Linked DNA regions of Arachis hypogaea: region 1 is linked to region 2. Evidence: chromatin contacts called from public Hi-C data. All regions are on one chromosome and are shown on one strand. Each heading gives the region's core, a stretch centred on a gene start, on an enhancer-like site or on the middle of the called end of the contact. The rest is flanking DNA. Distances are from core to core; before and after follow the strand shown.

Evidence for each region. Hi-C and Micro-C count contacts between places; a contact is called where the count stands out from the background.
Region 1: a Hi-C map of leaf shows a contact between it and region 2, with 1.8 times the contacts expected there. The contact joins the promoter of LOC112775367 here to the promoter of LOC140182338 in region 2. A contact is called at or near these places in 2 of 8 Hi-C or Micro-C datasets (both in leaf).

The regions. Positions count from the first base shown.
Region 1 is chr19:126,014,482-126,017,961 of arahy.Tifrunner.gnm2.J5K5, reverse strand. LOC112775367 (protein SIEVE ELEMENT OCCLUSION B) reads left to right here and starts at 2,202. Exons shown (of 7, transcript XM_025818946.3): 1 at 2,202-2,615; 2 at 3,279-3,350. The coding sequence starts at 2,271.
Region 2 is chr19:125,687,427-125,691,227 of arahy.Tifrunner.gnm2.J5K5, reverse strand. It overlaps LOC140182338, which reads right to left and starts at 2,083. Exons shown (of 6, transcript XM_072228504.1): 1 at 2,042-2,083; 2 at 1,906-1,960; 3 at 1,051-1,816; 4 at 886-979; 5 at 1-489. The coding sequence starts at 2,083. It overlaps LOC112778156, which reads right to left. Exons shown (of 4, transcript XM_025822509.3): 3 at 2,599-3,682; 4 at 1,974-2,432. The coding sequence ends at 2,420.

The DNA.
Region 1 (3,480 bases), core at 953-3,452, 330 kb before region 2:
CACCAAACGGGTGTTGGCTTACAATCGCATTTGCTTCATTTTGCACCGCCGGATTGCCTGCCAAGTCTTCGTCATCGTTTTCGTTATCGACTTCATAGTTAGCTTCGAATTCCTCTTCGCTGTCATTATTATCTTCTTCCCAATTTATATCCTCGAGCTCATCAACATTGACCTCGTTGCCGACCGTACCCATCCCCGACTGCTGTTCAAACTCAACGTACAGCTCTATCATCGGCACGTGAGATCAGGTTTGTTGATAAATATACAACATCTGCTACATATTGGCATCGTCAATGATGGGCATTATTTGAAACTGTATTAGCCCACCAAATACTTGCATAGGACTTCTGTATAAAAGATTGCTCACCCTTTTCAAAATGTTGCTTTGAATGTTATTACAAAGACCATTTTGCAACTCGACAAAACTCATGGTACATGGAATAACAAATGACAACGGACATTCACAAACAAAAGTCACTCCTTCATGTATGTTTGGTATAACCTCACCGTCATAATATACTCTTAAATTTGCAACACCTTCTATAACTTCAGCCTCAACTAACTCTATTTTTTTGACACAATTATCTGCCAAAAAAGTACACCACTAAGAACTTTATGCAAGAAAGAGTAAGAGGAGAAGTGAAGATGAAGACGAATGAAACTGGACTTCGTATTTATAGGCAAACCTGTGGATTTAAATATTATTATGTGTACAAAACACAACCTACGTTTTAGGACTTCTAAAAAAAAAATTCTGCCACTAACGAAATACAACCTGTATTTTGTGGACTTCAAAAAAATTTGAATTTTATAGCTTAAAAAAACGTAATCTGAGTTTAGCCTGAAACAAAATAAAAAAAAATTAAAATGCCAAAACGTAACCTACATTTAGTTTATTTTCAAATTAAAAAAAAAATAAAAAAGTACAAAACGGGTGCGTTTTACATCTGACCCATAGCAGTGCAATTTTTTTTTATTCTCTTCATTTCATGGTGTTACACGTTAACAGCCTACCATTTTTTCACTCATACCGATTTTGTAATCGAGAATAGTTACCCATGTAAAAATCATATAAAAATAGGGAATAAAATACCTGTGGGATGTTACTTTTTTTTTTCTTTTTAATAATATCCTGTGTGTGACATCATTGCCTTGAACATTTGATAGTAGATATACCATAGACCAAAATAAAGGGAAAGATATACAATAGTCTATTTTCCTCTTTTTGCCGTGACATATCTTCTAAAAAGCAAAAGCTCGGCCATGGCAATATTATTCGTGGGACATACACAGTAAAAGTCTAAAAGAAAATAAGGATCAATATTAGCTAGTGTAAAATGTAAAATTCCGCTAAAATGGCAACTATGCCCTTATTTTTCTGCGCTGAGTAGTTATGAACTTGTAGGGTTATATGGTGAACAAAATTTCGGAGCAGCATGTTTCACACCATGCAAGGGATCACTAGCTATCACATTTGAAGCTTCTTTCTATTTGTTTATATTTTGATGATACATTGGAAGCTACTTTAATTATGTCTCACCCTCTTTTATTTAAACGGTTATATTATTCTATATATTCTTTATGTCTCTTATAATCTTTCTTCCCATTTTTTTTTTGTTTTTTGTTTTTTTTTTTTTTGCCCCCTCCATTATTGATAAGTTAGAGAACGTCTTATATAAGATTAAAGGATATTTTACTATTTTTTAATTTGTTATGTTTATAAAAGATTAATATGGTATTTCATTAAAGTATCATATAATTTAAATTTCATAATTGTTGTACTTTTCACAAATTATAACATATATCATTTGCAATATTGTCAAACTAGATAGAAAATAAATAAGTAGTATAGTATCAGATTAGCATTTCTAAGTGTGAAAAATTATTGTTAATTCTAACCATGAAATATATTATAGACTAATTTAATATTTATTAAAGATTCAGTTAGTTTGACAAAATTATTTAAAATAAATAATTTGTTAAATAATATTATTCAATCATGTATAGATCAAAATCAATCGCTAAAATTAGTAATTAATATAAAATACATGTTAAAATACAAAATATATATTAAAAATGAATTAAATAATACATATATTATATATTTTAGACATAAATATATAATGACTTAATTTAGTGTATACATGATATTGTACTTAACTATTTTTTTTTATATATAAATAGATTACTATCATTATTCATGGCATGGCAACTACTTCAAACTCTCTCAGGCAGTGGCAAAAGCCTATAAATAGGTTGAACACAACAATATGGAAATCACAAGACAAGGCTACGTATTCTTTCAAAATTCAAACACAAACCTTATTAGAGGATACTTAAATTCTGTATCCTATATCATGGCAATGTCCAACGCAGATTCAAGTGGCACCACTACGTTGATCTCATCATCCCAAGGTGGCAGTACTGCTATTACTTCTATCCATCAACAGAGTGCTGCTACTAACTTGGGAGGCCAACAGAAAATTCATCTTCCCAACCCTTTTGATCTCACTGACTCTCAGATCCTGGACAGAGTTTACCTAACCCATGTCAATGATGATGAAATCTGCAATACCAGTATCCTCTTTGGCCTTGTGTCCAATCTTATACTTCAGGTCATTCATCAACTCACATTCAATAATATTCTACCATCCACCTTGAGAATCTTTTATAATAATAATTAATAGGAAAAGTATAGGGTACCAATACATTATCTGCCAACTTATTGTTAATAATAATTAATTATTATATTTTAAATACATATATAAAGAGATACATCCAGAAAATATATCTATAAAGACACTTCTGTTAAACACAACCATAAAAAAACATTTTTATTAGACACATCTACGAAGACACTTCTATAAAACACAATTATAAATAAGAGTTGATAGAAGTTGACAGATATGCTGTTGGTAACATAGCAGGACCCTAATTAATATGGTCAAATTTTTAAGTACTTTGTCATTTCAGGTCCAATAATAAAGAAGGAAAATGATTTTTGAATATCTTTAGATTTTTATAACATCACTTACTTATTAATCTGTATTATTGTTATTGCATTATTATTTTTTTGAGTAGAATATTTTTATTGCATTAGCATCGGCTATTATTGTCTAAATGTCTTAATTGGTTGCTAATTTAAGATAAACACTATATACCCCATCCACCTCTGTGTCTTATAAATACGAAATGTATATGTGCAAAGTGATGGATCATGCTGAGAAAACAACGAAACTTAAAAAATTATGACTTATTTATAATTGTTCTACATACAGGGTAGTTATTCAACAATATCCACGGTCAGTTTCAAACCAGAATTTCCTACCCTGAAGCTGATTTCTTGTCAGGTAACTTCGTTTGTGCGTGTATATATTTTGCAATTGCATGACATCCACCTCAATGATTATGTATTGTTGCATGCAAATTAAATTCGAACATAATTGATGAACAAATAGTATATATGCTTCTATATATTAA
Region 2 (3,801 bases), core at 834-3,333:
TTCTTTCCTAATGTACCATTTTTCACAAAAACTCACCAACGCCTTCCTTCTAGCCTCTGTCGTATCATCATAGATCCCATCACTAACCAGATTGTCAATCTTCTTGATTTCATCCTCAAACCGCATCAGTCTCTTATCCATGTCACTAAAGTTATCCTTGTGCCATTTCCTCAACGATGTAGTCAACGCCTTCAGTTTACACGTAAACGGACCATCACCCAAGCTTCTCCATTCTGTTTTTACCATCCTCAGAAAACCCTCGTGCGTAAACCAGGAATCCAAACTTCTGAATGGACGAGGGCCCCCTCTTACCCTCGCATCTTCCACAATCAATGGGCAGTGATCTGACAAACTTCTCGGACCACCCTTAAGTCGAATATCCGGAAACTCCTCAGCCCATTCAATGTTGACCAGGACCCTATCAATCCGACTACATGATCGACCCCTGAACCATGTGAATTTTCTATCCGAAAGCGGTAAATCTATCAACTGCATGTCATGCACCCAAACCTTAAATTCTTCCGCTGTTGCCGGCAAACTCGTCCCCCCTTTGCGATCCTCAACTTACAAAATCTCATTGAAGTCTCCCAACAAGCATAAAGGCACCTGGAACAGACCCACAATATAACTCAGCTCTTCTCACACCACCCGCTTCGCTTCCCTTCCATGCGCCCCATACACTAAGCAAAAAGCACAATTAAAGCTCGTTTGAACTAACACTCCTTCAATACACAACCACCTCTCGCCTTTATAATAATTTCGTTTTTGAAAAACCATGTCATCCCAAACTAACATTAAACCCCCACTCGCCCCCACAGACTCCACAAACTCCCAACCCGCATTACTATTTCTCCAAATTCTTGCAACATCATATTTAGTAATTACCTCCCTCTTTGTTTCAAGCAACCCCAACATACCTAAGTTATAATTCTTCTTCAACGACTTCACCATGCTCAATTTTCCGTCACCTCTCAACCCCCTAATATTCCAACAACTCACAATCATGAAGACAAATTTTTTCTCACTTTATTTTTATTCTTTGGACGACACCTTCGTGCCTTCTCCTTCTGTTTCGCCAACTTTCTCTTCGCCGCTAGTTTTTCATTTTGGGCTTGCAAAATACCCATAATATCCTCTTCTTCATCGCTTAAAAGAGCGCCAGACTCCACTGCCAACTTCCATGTTTCTTCATTGTCCTTCATCTGCTCCTCATTCGATAACCTGGCCTCCTCTCCCTCGGACTGTCGTCGCCGCTCTGTTTCAGATTCAGCCCCTGTTTCCAATGTTTTTCCGCCGTGATCCATAGCTTGGGCATCTGCACTGGCTGCTAGGTGCGTTCCCAACGGGCTCCCTCTCCCGGTTCCCTGTACCAGGTTCCCCGTCCCAGTGTCAGCAGCAGGACTAGCCTCTTCCTCCCCTCCCCTGGTCAGCGGCACCTGCATCCTAGCCACATCGTGGGTTACTGACCCTTCCAACCTTACCGCCTCGAAAACCTCGTCAGGAACCCCACCCGTGGCCCCGTCATAACTCCTCGGACCAGCCACTGCCTCTCGGGGTCCAGCCTCCGACGGGCGCCGTTCACTCTGCCTTTCCCTCTCCCTTCCCGTGGTGTTGGCCTCAGTTCCCTCAAGGGTGACTCCATGCACCGCCGCCCCTGTCACCGCATCATGAAGGGATAGCAAGACCCGTTTGCCTCCTATCCGCCCCACATCGTCAAAGAGTCCAGGAGTCCGTGCATCCAATCTCAAGCCCACATTAGGCCCAGCATGCACCCCATTCTCCCGAGGCCACCATGTATGCTCCCAAAAGGCAATTTCTGGAAAGACTGAAAGAGTGCACGTGTGATAAATCTCTGGGTCTGCCAGCTGGACAGCGAGCTAACTAACTTCTAACTTGCTAACTAACCAATTTCATCTGTGTATGCTAGGTTGTTCGTTATAACAGATATAACTTGGTGATACTAATTGTGCACATACATAAGTAAATGTTTGGATAAATTATATGAGTGATATTACATATGACATTCCATAATGTGACTAACCTCCCTAAAGAGGAGCGCAATGCGTGTAATGGATGTTAGCATCACATCTTATAAAATACAATGGTATCGACGTAACCAAAATATGAGAGAAGTCTGTCTATAAAATTACATGTGGTGGATTATTCAATGGCCTGAAGAAAGCATTTATAGATAATTGTGTGTAAACGTATGAAATGTTTGAGACTATAGACAAAAAGCAATGTACAACTTGAGAATGAACCTGCTTTTCCCTCAGGATAAGGAGAAAAAGCTTCTTCAGTATGCAGAAAGAAGATGAATCAAGTGTTGTCAGTGATTGGATCTTTTGCTGGTGCGGTTTTCTGAAACCTTCTCAAAGGAGTTGACAATTCCAATTACTTGCAGCTCCAAACATTAGTGTTAATTTAGATGCCTAAAATATGAAGGAAAGAAAATCAATTTCTGAAACCTTCTCAAAGGATGTTCATATTATTATTTGGTTTTTCATGTGAAGTATCAAAAGATCAAATAAGCTAACAAAAGATGGTGAACTCTTCTTGTCCCATAAAACTAATAAGCAAACATTGTTTAATGTTTACCTGTGTGGCAAGTTATCTTTGGCGTCTCTTGGTATGTGTCTGATTGCGCCTAATCTCCTCGCGAACATGGCCGCCATTGGTTCTGAATCTTTGAATCCAGGGAAAGGTGTAATGGGATTGAACCCAACCTTTGGTATGTCATCAATGGAAGCCTCTTTCTTGAGGAAGTGGTCATCATCAACACATTGTTCTTTGGTTTCTTTTAGATAAGAAAAGTGTTTATATGAATTTGGATGTACAGAGTTATCAAAAGTTATCAATTGAGCACTTGATTTTGGCAAGAATCGATTCATCCATACACCTCCAGAAGTATCAATTTTGTTCAAGAACTTATCTGTTACCTTCCTCTCTGAAGGTGCGTAGGATTCAGCACTCTCATTGTTATTCTGATCCTGTATGGTAGGAGATGAATTTATTTCTATTCCTTCTTTATTTGTCCTGTTTTCATGGCTGCTGTGAAAATTCACAGGCCTAATCTTTACCTCAAACTCTTTTGATTTCAAATACTGTTTGTAAAGACTGTTATTGTTCTCTGCACAACATGATATTGGAGTAACATCTAGGCCTTGATGAGATTTTATGGGACAAGACATGCACTTGAAATCGGATTTGAGTCCTGTACTTTTCGGCTCAGGATTATGATTCTGAATCTGATCATGATCCCAGAGAAGATGGTGATCAGGATTTGCAGCTGATTGTGAGAATCCTTTCATCATGTTTGAAACCAAGTTCATGAATGAGCTATTCTGCCTGGTTCTGGATCTGGGATCTGAAGTTTCTGGAATTTTCATGGATCTCGAACATGAACTCTCTTGAGTTTGCTTCTTAACTCTTTTACCCCCAGTTGTTAACTCTTGTTGAAGTTTGCATCTCTTTTTACCTGTTAGAAACAATGCTGCGCAATTATTCAATGTTTGTAAATCATTATCTGCTGTTGATTCAAGCTTCTCAATTGGAGCTTTAGAAGCAAGATCCATTCCACCATTGCAAAGTTTTCTTGGAGAGGGATTTTCTTCCATGCTTGGGTTTGGTTTATTATCCTCTTGAGTTAAGAACTTGTCAACGGGCCTTTCGTCAACCTCACCTAAACAAAATCAGGATTCATTAGATATTTTAGACATCAACAAAAGACTTAAGGATGCGTTTGGTTTCGCAAACATAACAAAACAGGACACTGACAACAAAATATAAAGGATGGATATG